Regions from separate parts of the Mus musculus genome. Here regions 1, 2 and 4 are each linked to region 3. Evidence: chromatin contacts called from public HiChIP or PLAC-seq and Micro-C data. All regions are on one chromosome and are shown on one strand. Each heading gives the region's core, a stretch centred on a gene start, on an enhancer-like site or on the middle of the called end of the contact. The rest is flanking DNA. Distances are from core to core; before and after follow the strand shown.

Region 1 (3,807 bases), core at 1,147-3,646, 140 kb after region 3:
ATCTCAGTGGTGGAACACTAGGGTCTGGGTTTGCTCCTCAGCCTGGGGTGGGAAAGTAGAAACTCTATTACTTATTTGATACTGACACTGATAGTATTTTATATCATTTCAAGTTTATTCATCAGCATAATTTTGCAAATGAGTCTAAATTTCAGTTGTTGGATTTACTTGATGTGTGACCTTCAAAGTGATTTAATTTTTTTTATGACTTTCTCCACTTATTACAGTAGTATTTACTTATGCAGTTGTTGTGAGGATTAAATGAAATACAGTGGTGACTTCAGTGCTTGGTACATGGCATGATTTCCTGTACATGATAGTTCTGTTAACTGTTGGTGTTTCCTCCAAATTCTCATCCCAAAGCTCTAATCCCCAATGTGATGGGTTTTTGGAATGAGGCCTTTGGACGTAATTAGATCTTGATCGTAGAATGTTTGTGATGTGTTAGTGCCTTTATAAGCAGACATACTAAGGCATGCCCCTGTCTCTGTTTTCTCCTGTGTGAGGGGGCAATGAGAAGAGTGCCTTTTGGAAGACAGACAGGAAGCAAATCCTCACCAGACCCTGCATTTCTTGGCACCTTGTTTTTGGACTTCCCAGCTTCCAGACTTGTAGGAAATAAATGCTAGTAGTGTCTGGTTACATACCCAGCCAGAACTGTGCAGTAACCTGCTTATTATCACTCACACTTTTTTTTTTTTTTTTTTTTAAAGAAAGGCTGGCCTGGAATTCACTTTGTGTACGAGGCTGGCCTTAAATCATAGAAGTCTGCTGTCGCTATCTGCGTATTGGGATTATAGGCATGTGTTCTGCTCACTTTGATTTTATAAATGCAGAACTGGACACAAGTTTAGAAACTTGACTAAGTCCACTAGTAGGGATTAAGTGTGGAGTTCATTTCCAGGTTTGTGTGATATAAATGCCTCTACTTTTTATTCCTTTACCAAATCACAATCTTTTTTTTTTTTTTTTTTTTTTTTTCTCGAGACAGGGTTTCTCTGTGTAGCCCTGGCTGTCCTGGAACTCACTTTGTAGACCAGGCTGGCCTCGAACTCAGAAATCCACCTGCCTCTGCCTCCTGAGAGGGATTAAAGGTGTGTGCCACCACCACCCGGCCCAAGTCACATTTTATAATTAACATTACATTTATATGAAAATGTATTCTAAAACTTACTGTTTAGAAAAATACTTGTTATTCATAAGTACTTAAAACTTTCAGTGATATATTATTAATATAAACTAGAAATTATATTGGTTAAGGAAATAGTTCATTGACTTGCCATATGGGTAATCAGACAGAATTTCAAGGCTAATGCTATAACATGATGGTCAGTGGTTAGTCAAAAAGCAAATGTGCTATGGTTGTGTGTCTGTACATGGTGTTTGTGTGTGAGTGTGTTTGCCTTTAAACAGCTTCACTGAGATAAAGCTGATATGCAAGAAATAACATAAATTATGTAGTGTGCTAAATTTTGCCATCTGGTTATGCCCATGGCAAACCACCACTACAGTTGTGACGGTGAGTATGTTTACCATCTCCTAAACTTTCTTGGTGTTTCTTTAAAATCCTTCCCGTTAGTTCTGCCTCCAAGTCAAGCAGCTGCAGATGTGTTTTCTGATACCACAGTTTTAACAGTGGTCTATAGTTACTTTATCTCTCAGTCTTAGTTTATTTGTAAAATGAGGATGCTACCACTCATCACACACTACTGAGAAATCCTAGGGAGAGTGTACACTGAGAACTGGCATGGGGCTTAACATCCAGGAGACTCTCAAGCCCCGGGAGCCAGGATTACGATTTCATGCTTTCCTTTGGTGGCCAAAGGACACTGAGGGTTATAGAGCTTTGCCTTGAGCTCATGTTGCCTTGTGAACCAACTTTAGTGTTTCTGAAGCAGGAAAGTTTAAATTTAGGTAGCTTGACGCCCTGTGAGGCTTTCCGGTGCCCTTTCCATTGCCTAGACGCCCAAGATGTGGGGCAAAAAAAATGGATTCCTGAGTCCGCTCGGGGCTAGGGCCCCTGGGCAAGGCGGAACTTGGGAAGTCTGACTGCACCGTGGTCCCCCCCCCCCCCCCCCCAGACTGGCAGTGAACTGTGAGAAGCCATGGGATCCCACTCCAGGAGCGAGGAAAGGGCACAGCCTGGGGTCTCCGCAGAACTGCTGGAGTTGGGCTTCACTCACTCTGACTCTTGGGCACTACAGACTGCTGGGCAGGTTCTGGGGTCCCTGGGCTGCACGGAGGCCCGGGATGGCAGGTTCTCACTCTCACACATCCCATATGCCACTGTATGTCACAGAAATGCTGAGAACAAAGTGGAGACCCTGGGGCAGACTCTGGCCCACGGCCAAAGGAAAAAGGGCAGGGAGGAGAGCTCTGGCAGGTTACTGCAGGGAGGAGAGAGAGACTGGCTAGCTCAGGCGGTTTGCTCTGAGGGTAGCTTAGGTTGGTGGTGGCTGTGGCAGGAGCTCAGGGAGGCCTCTGACAGGAGGTTAGATGCACTCCTCTTTAGAGGAAAACCTGCTCCATTGCTCCAGCATGGCGGATCCCGATGATAGTCCATGGTTTTAAGGTGTTTCTTGTAGAAAGGCAGAGAGTGGAGGAGTAGAGGCCGGCCATGGCCACATGGAGAGAGGGGAGAAGAGAAGACATAGAGAGGGAGAGCAAGGGAGCAAGAGAATAAGAAGTAGGAGAGTGAGGAGAGGGCAAGCTCCTTTTATAGTGGGCTGGGCCTTCTATAATTCACGAGTTCAATCAAAAGGAAGGAATACTCTTGGGCAGTAAATGGTGGCATATAACTTAGAACCAGCACTCAGGAAGCAGAGGCAAGCTGATCTCTGTGAATTCGAGGCCAGCCTGGTCCACAGAGTGAGTTCCAGGACAGCCAGGGCTACACACAGAGAAACCCTGTTTCGAAGAGTATTTATAATTTTAAAATCAGAGAATATTTATTTAACCTCAGATCTTAGTTTTAGAAGCTCTGTGATTTTTGGGTAAGTGAGTTTGTTTTTCTGAGTCTAAATTCTTACCTTTGGATATATCTGTTCTACCTCAGGGTTTTGAAAAGTAAGACTGCTGGGTGCTGTGGTTGCCATATAGCAAATGCTAATTGCATTCCTTCCACTTCCAAAATTGGTATCTGTGCATTCAGTGAGTCGTTATCTTTGCCTTGTCCCTTCCTTGATGCACATGTGCATAGGATTCAGTAATACGTCTCAGGTCACTTATCTAAGTCTGGGGGTACAGTTTGATGTACGTGATGCTAACAGTGTAAAGGGATTTTCTTAGTGCTCCAGCTTGAGGTACTTTGTGTTGTGGTGAGCCAAGGACGCCAGGGCCGTTTTCTTGTCTCTTCTGCGTTTATTTGGGTTGGAGGATTGTAAAGGTTTCCTAGTGAATAGAGTGATTTGCTCTGTTCACCCAAGCAGGCCTGGCGAATGACCTGCTGAGAGGGGAAACAAAGCCGGGGAAACTGGCGAATTCTTCCTGCCTGGCTGTAGGGTTTCCAGTTTGTTGGCAGGTGAGGAGCAGTTGCTTCTTCATTTCACCTTTCCCCCTGGAGCATGTACACTCGGCACAAAGGAGCTTTAACATGGAGTCTGCGTTGTAATTTCCTAGAAATTACTGCTTCTGGTAACTGCTCATTCAGTTTGCACCTCTTTGTGGCAGTGGATGAAACAATGGGGACAATAAAGCCATTTATCTGATAGCTGTAGCTTCAATGGGATGTTTGTTTTAATAATGGTATAATTTGCAGGGCTCATAAATTGTGATTTTATTCTCATGGAAATAACTGCCTGGTGGTAT
Region 2 (3,718 bases), core at 209-2,708, 230 kb after region 3:
ATCCTCATAATCTACTCCAATGTGGAATGCATAAGTGGATTAAATGATTCATTAGGTCAGAGCTCTCGTGACCCAGTCATCTCTAGAAACATCCTTACATATGCACCTAGATATGTGTGTTATCAGGTTTCTAGATGTTTCTTAAGTCAGCCAAATTAACCACCATAAGAGATGTTTATATGGTCTGTATTAAATAGTTTATACAAGCCTTACTCACTCTAGAAGGTACTGTATGTAGGTGATGCTCCCTTGAAGAAGCCGCCATTACTGTCCCAAAAGAGTTAATGAGAACAGTGGCATGTGGACTAATGTCTGTTTCCTTTAATCAGTAAGATACGTTATTCTACTGCCACAAATCTGTAATAATGAGCAGCAACAGTATAAAAACTACACTAATTATCTGATAAAAACATTTTATCTTAAAAACTAAGAGAACATTATGAAATGTCACAGTACATAAGTGATTTCAATCCAAGTACTGTGAAATCTGTGAATGGGCTTTGTCACCAGCCGAAAATAGAAGGAGGTGAGTTGTGGCAGACTTTCCGGTGAGGTCATGAATACAGAAAAGTTATTGTCGTCATAGTCAGGAATCCTGGTGACCTCACTGGCTGTAGTCAGGGAGGTGGGGATCCTGGGAAGCAGTGTGTAGTGACACAGAGAAATGAGAGCAATGGATAGCATGGTAGCATGCTTTCCAGAGACTCAGCTAAAAAAAAAGAAAACCAAAGGCACAGTGAAGAAGGAATGTGCAGGTGAAGGGGCATCCGGGTGAGAGTGGGATTCCGTGTGCACTGGTGGGGGGGGCGAGACAAGACCAGTCAGAGATGCCAGAGTCACATGGAGCTAGGCCTCCCAGCAGCTGCCATGGCAACAAGGACTCTGATGTTCGTCTTCTTTCTTCTTTTGGGAAGTTGAGTGACAGGAGGTGGAATGCCTGCAGTGCAGAGCGGCTCAGGACTAGCACTAGAGGTAGCTGAAGGGGACCCTCTAACAGCAAGCTACCTTCTCAAGAGTATTTGGCACTTGTGGGAAGAGATTTTAGGATTATTTAAGGATCAGTTTGGCAAGTAGCTGGCAGAACAAGGAATAAAATACTGCTATTAGTCCAGGGATGGTAGTGCATGCCTTTAATCCTGGCATTTGTGAGACTGAGGCAGGTGGATCTCCATGAGTTCGTGGTCAGCCAGGGGTACATAATTGAGACCCTGTTTCAAAACAAAACAAAAAACCAAAACTTCGATTAATTCAATGTTTCATTTGTGTCAACAACAATTTGAAACTCTTTATAGATGTTAACTTGTTTTATAGTACAACAAACTGAGTACTTTGTTTTTCCCAATTTCCAATTGGGAAAGAAGAAACTTATTGAAATTCAGCAGCTAGATCTGCATTCTGGCATCCTGCCGCTGCACCAGAACTCTTAGCCGCCTGTCATTGCTGAGACAGTGGGCAGACACTGAAGTGTTAGACGGGAGCAGCCGGGCTGGAGAAGAAGGCAGTTCAGAGAGGAGTCTGAGACTGTTAAAAACATGGCGAGTCTGGAAAGGTGCTGCTGTGTGTGGAATATTACATTTCAATACTAAAATAAAAAGGAAGTCTCTACCTAAGGATTAGTGCTTTAAAAAGTCAAGACACTTGTAAGCTATGATTAAAGCTAGACCATTTACTCAGAAACCCAAATCCACAACAAGGGATAGTACTGGAGTGTTGTGTTAGAAAGCCCCACACTGGCCAGGCATACCTATTATCTCTGCACCTTGGAGGTAGAAACAGGAAGATCAGAGTTCAAGGTCATCCTTAGCTACACAAGAGTTAAAGATTGTCTTGTACCCCATGGGAGAGCCTGTCTCAAAGAAGCAAACAAAAAACAGGAAGGAAGGGGGTAGGGGAAGAAGAGGTACCAAACTGGAATTAACCGTTTCAAATGTTTGTGTGACATTTGAGACACACACATGCTCATGCACACACACTGAGAGCTGCGTGTGTTTCATATTGTGTGTTGCTTACCTCTACCATCCTAGGTCTGACTGTTACAGGGAAATTCCTGTCATAGAGGCTCAAGGTCAGAGGGAACAGTATAGGTGATTCTCAGCTTCTTGCCAGAGCTGGTCATTTGGAATGCAGGGCGGTGCCTGCAAGGAGCCAGGCACTTGGGTTTAAATTTTCTTCCTTACTTCAAGGAGACCAAGCAATTGCTTGGAGAGACCCTATTTTTAGCAGCCTTTGTGCTCCTTAGATACATCTGCCTAGGATACAGAGGAAAGCTCGCTCTTTCATTGGTTCTGAAAAGCAGTGGACTACCTGCCTTTTATTGGCTTCTTCCTAAGTGTTTACCAATTTTAGGGATCATATTTAGGTATTTAGCCTCACAGGAGGCAAGAGCTAGCCAAGAGATCTTTTTCAGAATCCAGGGAACAAAGGGTTTAACATATTCCTGATAATGTAACTTGAAAATGAAAGAAGACTAAATAGGAAAGTAATGTCCAAACTCTCTCATAAGAAGCATGTTCTCATCTCTGTCTCATTAGAGTTAAACTATATGAAGTATATATGAGGTTTTCCCAAATTACAAACCTGGGAGAAAGTAGAGAAAAATCTCTATGCAAGGCAAGTTACAAGTGTACCTTTTTACCTTTGTCTTGTTAGCTAGAGTTTCTTGCCTCCAGTTTAACTCAGAGAGGATTAAATAACCTTCAAAATTAAATTTAAAATGCCATGTATCTGAGATTCAAACCCATTTGTCTGACCCCATAGCCTGTGTTCCTTCTACGGCACAACACTGTCCTAGATGGAGTGTCTCTACGTTGGACCTAGTTCTTTGAGAGGCCTATCTATGGTGGTCATATCTCCTGAGCCTTCATTTTTTTCTTCATTGTAAAGCCTTCATCATGCCTGAAATCCCTCCACAGTTCTTGGGAGAATTGAAATAGTCTTAATATAGACAAGCAGAGAGCACGACCTTACTCCTGTTCATATGCAGGCAATTTTGGGTCACTTCTCTGGGAGATCCTGCAGCATTCAGAGAGGTTTCTCTGCAACAAATAAACTTTCCTGGATGGCAAGTCTGTCACCCTTTCCAGGGGGGGTCCTTCCTGTCCTCCACAGTCTGCCTCTTATGCAGCCTGGGGAACTGCTATCGTGAAACAGGTCTGTTGTAGAACTGCAGTATGTACAACTTTGCAAAGATTCTTAGTGGTAATTTCAACTAACGTTTCTATCCAACAGAGTTTCAGTTCCTGCATTCAGCTTATGGTAGGAGAGCTATTTTTCCTCATCTGTATTATGACCTATGAATGTGTTATCTTGTAACAATGGTAGATTCCCTTTCCTTTCCTCCCCAAATCCCATCTCCTAGGCTTGGGCTCCCCCAGGTGGCCTAGCAGCAGTTCCTATAGCATGCAGGAACATGTCTGATGGTGCAAAATCATGGGTTGGAGACACACATGAACCATTCCCATAGGGCAGCAATGAAGGATCATGGCACTAAAAGGCGTTTCACACCCTAACCTGGCTGCCTGATTCAAACAAATGAAGGAAAATTCTAAGACCTGTGTGTGGTTCCTCTGTTAGCTTAATGGTAGGCTCCGAGGAGCCCCTTGATTGTGCCTATTAGACCCTAAAACACCAGTCCGATGGCCCCAGGATCAGATTTTCTATTGCCATTAGCAGTCTGACATGTTTGAAGACCTGGTTGACTTTAGATACAGTCTGTTGC
Region 3 (3,868 bases), core at 1,106-3,605:
AACCCTCTTGATGCAAAGCAAGTTCTAGTATTACAGGGTGGCTCTTAGGCTCTTTCCCGGGCTAAAATGATACCCTGAGACATGGATTCCAGTTCTTACAAGGGGTATTTCTTTTCTTTTCTTTTCTTTTCTTTTCTTTTCTTTTTTTTTCTGTTTTACATTTATTTATTTATTATTTTTATTGATGTGTGTGCCAAATGAGTGCACTTCCCATGAAGGCCAGAAGAGAGCTTGGAGTGTCCTGGAGCTGAAGTTACATACAGCTGCTAACCTGTAGCTAGAAGAGTTGCAAGTGTTCCTAACCACTGCACCACCTTTCACGAAAGATCCCTGAGAAAATCAGCCCTTGCTTAGATTCATGCATCAGAAAGTTCAAATTGAACTGGATGAAATGACAAATACCTGTAGACTGAGCTACTTAAGGGACAGCAGTAGGAGAATCACTAGAACCTACAAGTTCAAGGTCAGCCTTCAAAAAAAGTGAAATACTATCTCAATGAAAGGAAACAAAGTAGTCAAATTCAAAAGAGAAGGAAGAGATGAAGAGGCACCAAAGTGGAATCCCAGAAGCTTCACGTTATCCTCACTGTCCTCAGTCGGTACTAGAGCTAATGCCTCAAGTATTTGAATACAAAAATCAATGCTTTCAAGTCTTTTTTCTAAGTTCTCATAAAAGTTGATCTTGTTTCTAGTGTTTCCTTTGGCAGCATTCTTCTACTATGACTGTATCGACTCTCAAAATCTATCTTCATGAAGGTTATTAGGAACACAGATTTTATAACTACTGACATTTGAATTTCCACACCTTTTCTGTCAGCTAGGACTGCTTAATAATAATATGTGAAGAGCAAATAAAACTAAACAAATGACTACAAAATACCAACATTCTTATTAGCACCATCCTTCATCCCTTACAAAACACCCATTCCTATTTGCAGTATCCTCTATTATACTTTTGGGCTTGTTTTTCTTTTTCTTTTACTTTTTGAGGTCAGGTTTCAAGTAGCTTAGGTTGGTTGGCTTCAAACTAAATCTATAATCACAGCTGTCCTTGAACTCCTGATCCTCCTACCTCTGCCTCCCAAGTTCTATGATTAAAGACACTACCCCAATTCCTGGCTTTGTTAGATGATGGCCTTAGTGCCAGGTTTCCATGGATTCTTCTGCACTATTGCAAATTATATTCCTTGCATACTGATCTTCTCTTCCTTCCTTGGAAAGAAGATAAATAGAACCAGAGAATAGAATGGAATGTTGAAGTTTATTTCTATTATCTTTGCAGCAGACCTGTTATCACAAATTGGCTAAAGAGAACTAGTGGGTCCCTTCATGAAGGATGGGATGAGAAACTCAAATTTAGAGACATTCAAGGGTAGTCCCACATCCAAAAATGGCAATGACCATATTGATTTATACATACATTATGGTGATAAAGTCTCTATAATTAATGCCTGGAATAAAACCCCAATACGAAGAGAACAGGAACAACAACAACCTAAGCAATATGACACAAGTGGAAAAGACCAACTGAGATCTGGTAACTTTGTTAAGGGAAGAGAAAAACAAGGACCAGATTTAAGAATGGTAGTGTGGCTTGGGGTAGTGATGCGTACTTGTTATCCAAGCACTGGGGGGAACTGATGCAGGAGACTTGTGTCATGAGCAGTCTGGGCTACATGATGAGACCTCGTCTCATAAAAGGAAAGAAGGCTCACCTGGTTCTGCAATAGTCTCTTAATATTTTGGAAGCCAAGAGTAACAAAACGAAATGGTTGGTTCGCTCGGTTTTATGAAATGCTCTCAAATAAGATTTTGTAAGCAAAAGTGTAATTTATCATTATTGTATTCCTCTTATCACCGAGTAACTTCATTCACATCCCAACCACTTCAGCGAGGATTCTCTTAAAAGATGATTAAATGTAAAAAGTAGATGACCTGCCCAAGGTCAGACAATTTAAGGGGACGATATTCCGTGTGTGGGGACTCTCCCTTTCCTAGGCACGAGGCAGCGAGGGTGACAAGTGGAGGGGGCGTGGCACGAGACTGGCAAGCTCGCCCTGGGCCGGGGAAAGAATTGACAGTGAGGCGCCGCAGGGACTGCTGGGAAAGGCCTGTTCGCAGAGTCCTAGGCCTAAACGTCCGCACGCAAACACCTTCCAGCTCTGCTTTCCCTTCCGCTTTCCTCAGCTCCCTACGTGCGTGGAATCTGCGTTACCTTTCCCAGGGTTCCGCTCATTCTCGACCACAGCGGCTTCTGAGCAAACCGAAGATCCACCCTAGCAATCACGACCCCAGGCGTCTGGAAACAGGGCCGGAAAGGTCTTCATCACGTCCGTCCACCAAATCCTACCGAGACGCTTTCTGCTCACGCAGCATCTTGGTTCCGGAAGTTTTTAAAACCCAAGGGATAAAACTCTCCCCAGATTCCACCCTCACCCCAGCTCCTGTCACCTTCCCTGTGATTTCTCTGGGCAGTATGGATTGCCGTCTTTGTTACCGAGTGCTTTTCACATAATTTTGGTATCTCACCTATGAGACTACATATTATTTAATGTCTCTCTTCTCTATTTTGATTGAATTCCTTTAGGACACAGATCCTGTCTGGTTAATTTATTCCAGCGTCTCGTATGCAAATCTTGACTTGTTACCTCGACTTTGGAGCTGATTAACCCCAGGTGAACTTTCCTAGCGTTCCATATCCTCATAGTAATTAAGAATAATTATCTTTTATTGAGAGGCCATGATGTGCAATACTTTTCGTTCAGTAGCTCACAGTTTTTTTTTTCTTTTTTTGTTTTTGTTTGCTTGTTTGTTTGTTTTGGTTTGGTTTTTTGAGACAGGGTTTCTCTGTAGCCCTGGCTGTCCTGGAACTCACTTTGTAGACCAGGCTGGCCTCGAACTCAGAAATCAGCCTGCCTCTGCCTCCCAAGTGCTGGGATTAAAGGCATGCACCACCAAGCCTGGCTTCTTCTTCTTCTTCTTTTTTTTTTTTTATTAGATATTTTCTTTATATACATTTCAAATTTCAAATCTATCCTGAAAGTTCCCTATACCCTCTCCCCGACCTGCTCCCCTACCCACCCACTCCCACTTCTTGGCCCTGGCATTCCCCTGTACTAGGGCATATAAAGTTTGCAATACCAAAGGACCTCTCTTCCCAGTGATGGTCAACTAGGTCATCTTCTGCTACATATGCAGCTAGAGACACGAGCTCTGAGGGTACTGGTCAGTTCATATTGTTGTTCCACCTATAAGGTTGCAGACCTTCAGCTCCTTGGGTGCTTTCTCTAGCTTCTTCATTGGGGGCCCTGTGTTCCATCGTATAGATGACTGTGAGTATCCACTTCTGTATTTGCCAGGCACTGACATAGCCTCATATGAGACCAGGGTCCCTTCATCAAAATCTTGCTGGCATATTCAGTAGCTCGCTTTATTCCTCACAAGCCTCCCGGAGAGAAACTGCTCGATTTTACAGACAAAGGTCTCTCAGGGTAGACCAGGCTGGCTCTGAATTTGTATTTGCCTCCAAGGTGCTTTGATAACAAGCTTAGGCCACTACACTCAGCTACCAACTATTTAATTAGCAATACCTTTTGCCAGTCCTTTGATGGAATCCTGGGAACACAAAAATGAATAGCTTGTGGTTCCTGCCCTTAAATGGCACATTTAAATCATTACAGAGCAATAAGAAATTCATGTCACCAAGATAGGCATATAAACTCTGTGTACAGAGGGAGTACCTGAGGCATACAATAAAGTCAGCATTGGGTGAAATAACGAATGTGCAACGGTTACTTTATTTTGCTACTGTTGCTGTTTTTAACACAGAAAAAGTGTCAAAACTAGTAAATAAGGGCTGGAGCATGAG
Region 4 (4,059 bases), core at 687-3,186, 150 kb before region 3:
CTTTGCTGCATTGTCTTTCTTATTACATTTTATCTAGAAGAAGGGCAGGCGAGACGAGAGTCAAAGTTGAACCTGTTAAGCTACAAGGGTCACCCAGGCTATGCAAGAGTGTTAGGTTTACAGACTGATCTTGCTTTGGTATGTTCTAAAGTAAGATAGTAAAGAAATCTAGTTTTTGTCTCACTTTATTATAGTGACAGGGTAACCTTATATCCAGCACCTCAGGGTAGTTTTTAATCAGGTTACTCCCTACATTAAAACTTTTGAGTTTCCCATTTTTAGTAGCAGTGGTATCCCAGTTTTAACTGAGCATTTTAATTTAAAAGTTAGCATAGTTTCAAGTTGGGGTGTGCTTTTTTATGTATAAATTATCTTCAGGTACATCTATATTAATATGCTAAATACATTATGAAAAGTGTCCTACAGATAAGCTTTAGTATATATAATAACAAGTTTTAATATTTTCTTCCAGCTTTTTACCCCCTGAACGTCCATGTAAATGTGCAGTCAGATCTAGGTTGCTAAGAAAGCACATTACGGCACTGCCAAAAGCCTCGATAGAGAGCTGTTGCTAAGCATGCTCAGGATGGTGTGGGACTAGCAGAGATAATTCCTGGGCACGCAAGCAGATTTCTAATGTGTCGGGGTAACTTCTTCTCATCTCCTTTTGTCCCCTACAGGGCGTTGGCTGAGCAGGAACCCGCTTTACAGTTTAGCGCCACCGTTGGAGTCAATGCTTCTGTCACCGCCCATCTCTCATTTCTGCCCAAGGGGGAGCAGCGCCAAACCCGCCCTGTGGCCTGCTCCTTCTGCCCTGAGTTCTCCCACCACATTGAGTTCCCGTGTAACCTGGTGACTCAGCACTGTAGTGGAGAAGCCTGCTTCCTGGCAGAGCTGTTGGAGTTTGCAGAAATTATTTTTGCTATCTATCATGAAAATACCAAATCAGGTAAGCAGCAAATGCCTTCAGAACGACATAAGGCTCTCTTTCGGATGGCATATTCCTTCCTAGGCAATACTTGAAAACTTGAGAAGTAGGAGTTATAATCTTTACAACTTCCAAAGGCCAGAGCAAAAGTAAGACGTGACATGTTCATGAAAGAGTGTTCAGATGTTAGTGCATGAGTGTGAGTGAGAGTGGTTCTGTGCTCAGGAGGTTTGTGCACTTTCCCGTGTGCCTGCAAAAGGAAGGTGTGATTAACAGCCTGAAAGACCTTCAGACTCTGACTAGCATGGGAACAGGAGAATCCCTAATGCATTGTCTCAGCCCTGATATATGTGTAGAGCTGAAATGTTCTAGGAGTCTACTGTAAACAGAGAGGCCTCAGTGCCCACCAGTAACTCCTCATTTTTGCTTCACTCAACAGTCAGTGATATAACCAGTATCCAGTCGTGCAAGGATTATCTGCTTGGAATAGTAAAGGTTCCAACGAAAGATCTGCTGGTCAAAAGATCTGGTAAGGATGTTGTCATGATGAGGTAATCCTGTCTAGCTCCCATTGCAAAATACACAAGGAATTCTGTCCCCTAACACATGCTATGAACTCACCCAGGTACCTCACAGTTCTCTCAGGCATGGTAAAAACTGTCCCAATGTCAGAGGTCATACTCACCCTACTTTAGGAAAACTGGTGCCATGTTGAGAAGACAGTAGCAGTACTTCTGCATATATGGCATGATGTAACATCGTTCCTTGGGCTTTGTTTGACCTTACAGTAAACTTCCAGCAGGATAAAGAAGCACTGTTTCCATTTGGCAGACCAGATGATCTCAAAGAAGCTAATTGGCCAGAACCACATTGCTATTGCGTTTGCGTTTTCACAATTTGCAGTGTAGTCATCATTTACCCATTCCTTTGCCTCTCTGTTCTCCACTACAGTAGAATAAAGATAACTGCGTAGAGGCCTGAACAAACAGGCCCGGCCTGGCACTGGGCCCAGGATACAGCTTCTTGCTCCATTCCCTTTCCTTTGCACTCACAATACCAGGGCAGTGTTTCAGATTCTATAGCACTTCCCTTCAAAGCACTTCCTCAGCCATTGTTTCATTTAGCAATCGACCAACTTGAGTAAATAAGATCACTATGGGAGATTAATGACTTATCCAGAACAAACCACTAGTTTGGAGTCTAAACCAAGGAAAGAACTCAAATCTTCCAATTTCTAGCCTTGTCCTTCCTGTCTAATCTCACTGGGTCTCAGTGGTCAGAGGAACGCAGGCTCCCAACCCAGCGTGGGTATGTTTTCTTTCTTTCTTTCTTCCTTTCTTTCTTTCTTTCTTTCTTTCTTTCTTTTTCTTTGTTGTTTTTGTTGTTGTTGTTTGTTTGTTTGGGTTTTTTGTTTTTTGTTTTTTTTGAGGCAGGGTTTCTCTGTGTAGCCCTGGCTGTCCTGGAACTCACTCTATAGTCCAGGCTGGCCTCGAACTCAGAAATCTGCCTGCCTCTGCCTCCCAAGTACTGGGATTAACGGCGTGAGCCACCACTTCCCGGCATGGGTGTTTTCTATTCAGCACTGGGCCAGGGTAGTGGGGAATCAGATGTAAAGAGGCGGTGTGTTTTCTCTTTGGAGACAGTGATTGAAGCTCTTTCCTTTTCCCCATAAGGGATCACAGGATGGTATCCTGTCATTTTACCAGAAGACAAAGGCCTGCCTCAGGACCTGGACTTGATGCAGAAGATTGTAGGAGGCTTGGAGCTTTCTGTTTCCTTCGCACATCCGGGAGATAGAGAGAGGGTACTGGAAGCTGCTGAGCTGCTGGGCTGGAGCTTTGAGAGCATCCCAAAGGATCTTGTCAAGAAAGAAGAAGAGGTGCCAGCCACTGTCACCATCTCTACCCCAAGGCTCTGGCTTCCTATCCACTGTGTGCTGCTTGCTGGTCATATGAACATTCATAAGAATACATATTGCTACCTTCGCTACAAGCTGTACAATCAAGAAGCCTTTTGGACTCCTCTCAGGAAACCTAAGGAGTCTACAAACAAAAACCAGGTCCTGATTACTTTCAAGGCATCCAAAAGAGCAGAAGTCACTAGGAGCCAGTCCCTGCTTTGGTACTTCAGGGAAGAGAAGTTAGAGATCCAAGTGTGGCGAGCCTATGGCAACGACAATTTAGAGAGGCCACACCAGACTGACAGCTGGATTGGCTCAGCCTATGTAGACCTGTCCAGACTTGGGGAAAAATCTCCAAGGACACTGACTATCAGTGGTGAGTGAAGCTAACTCAGGGTTAGCTCTGTTTGAGCACCTTCTCTGTACATAAATGCATCGGATTTGTACATGTAATGTGGTTCCTAAGGTGTTGTAGCACTTAGTTAATGTGTGCACAGTGAGCTTGGGTGAATCTCCTTGACTCACTCTGACAGGTGTGTCAGAGCCTGTGTGATCACTGAGGGTGCGTTGGGAAGAACGCCTTCCACGGATAGTCTTTTCCCTGGTGCTTCTCAGGACATTCATCTTTCCTGGTGAGCACCTCTTAGAGCTGGTAAAATAACAGGGCACACCATCCTGGGATCCCTGTGGGGAAAGGGAAGAATCAGTCTTCAGAGAGAAAACATAGCCTCTCTACATCTCAGCTTCCCCCCTACCCTGGCCCAGTGCTGAAATAAAGAAACTACACGCTACTAAACTGGTTCAGAGGCAGAAAGGAAAAGTGAGGTTTTACAGGCAGAGCGCACTGCTTACTCCTGTTACACTCATTTGGTGTTTAAGGCATGCACTTGGCCCTGGGAATCAGATAAGAGAAAGAATTCATTCCTAGCCTGACTGTGTCTATATTCTAATCTAATGGAATACAGCTGTGAACAGTCAATGTGAAGCATAAGAACTAAAACAGAGGATGTTCTCGGTGGGGCACTGGACTGTGCCATTCATTCATCATGGCACTTGAGGTTGACTAAAGGACAATCTCATCTGAAGTGATAGTTTCAAAGGATTTAGGGGGAAACAAGGGAAAGGAGAAAAGAAAAGTTTTTTGCTTTTGTTTGAGTCAGGGTCTCTCTGTGTAGCCCTGGCTGTCCTGGAACTCACTTTGTAGACTAAGGCTGACCTCATCCACCCGACT

What was found. A called contact is a pair of places that touch in the nucleus more often than the background predicts. HiChIP or PLAC-seq counts read pairs in DNA pulled down with a chosen protein or histone mark.
Region 1: a Micro-C map of embryonic stem cells shows a contact between it and region 3, with 3 times the contacts expected there. The contact joins the enhancer-like site here to the promoter of Mrpl48 in region 3. A contact is called at or near these places in 1 of 484 Hi-C or Micro-C datasets (embryonic stem cells), 1 of 115 datasets of contacts at active chromatin or transcription factors (bone marrow-derived macrophages) and 2 of 9 other capture datasets (adipose tissue and pancreatic islet).
Region 2: a contact with region 3 is called in an H3K4me3 HiChIP or PLAC-seq map of forebrain, with 2.7 times the contacts expected there. The contact joins the enhancer-like site here to the promoter of Mrpl48 in region 3. A contact is called at or near these places in 3 of 115 datasets of contacts at active chromatin or transcription factors (forebrain, microglia and stem cell-derived neural progenitor cells) and 2 of 9 other capture datasets (adipose tissue and embryonic stem cells).
Region 4: a contact with region 3 is called in an H3K27ac HiChIP or PLAC-seq map of microglia, with 5 times the contacts expected there. The contact joins the enhancer-like site here to the promoter of Mrpl48 in region 3. A contact is called at or near these places in 1 of 39 promoter capture datasets (the SN4741 cell line), 1 of 15 datasets of contacts at CTCF or cohesin (large pre-B cells), 2 of 484 Hi-C or Micro-C datasets (pre-B cells and pre-megakaryocyte-erythroid progenitors), 4 of 115 datasets of contacts at active chromatin or transcription factors (intestinal villus epithelium, large pre-B cells, memory CD8 T cells and 1 more) and 3 of 9 other capture datasets (adipose tissue, liver and pancreatic islet).

The regions. Positions count from the first base shown.
Region 1 is chr7:100,720,160-100,723,966 of GRCm38.p6, forward strand. All of the region lies in intron 1 of Fam168a (family with sequence similarity 168, member A), which reads left to right. Among named protein-coding and RNA genes, the nearest start is that of Fam168a, 15 kb to the left of the region's middle. Within about 2 kb of position 2,397, at least 43 of the 459 cell types and tissues checked have an H3K27ac peak or open chromatin away from gene starts, as enhancers often do. A contact at or near this core is called in embryonic stem cells, where this site is marked.
Region 2 is chr7:100,815,508-100,819,225 of GRCm38.p6, forward strand. Fam168a (family with sequence similarity 168, member A) reads left to right here. Exons shown (of 9, transcript NM_001362169.1): 4 at 3,229-3,255. Among named protein-coding and RNA genes, the nearest start is that of Relt, 46 kb to the right of the region's middle. Within about 2 kb of position 1,459, at least 47 of the 459 cell types and tissues checked have an H3K27ac peak or open chromatin away from gene starts, as enhancers often do. A contact at or near this core is called in embryonic stem cells, forebrain and stem cell-derived neural progenitor cells, where this site is marked.
Region 3 is chr7:100,580,775-100,584,642 of GRCm38.p6, forward strand. Mrpl48 (mitochondrial ribosomal protein L48) reads right to left here and starts at 2,356. Exons shown (of 8, transcript NM_198831.3): 1 at 2,216-2,356. The coding sequence starts at 2,236.
Region 4 is chr7:100,429,370-100,433,428 of GRCm38.p6, forward strand. It overlaps C2cd3 (C2 calcium-dependent domain containing 3), which reads left to right. Exons shown (of 33, transcript NM_001017985.3): 21 at 681-949; 22 at 1,368-1,457; 23 at 2,602-3,204. Among named protein-coding and RNA genes, the nearest start is that of Gm10603, 38 kb to the right of the region's middle. Within about 2 kb of position 1,937, at least 77 of the 459 cell types and tissues checked have an H3K27ac peak or open chromatin away from gene starts, as enhancers often do. A contact at or near this core is called in adipose tissue, microglia and pre-megakaryocyte-erythroid progenitors, where this site is marked.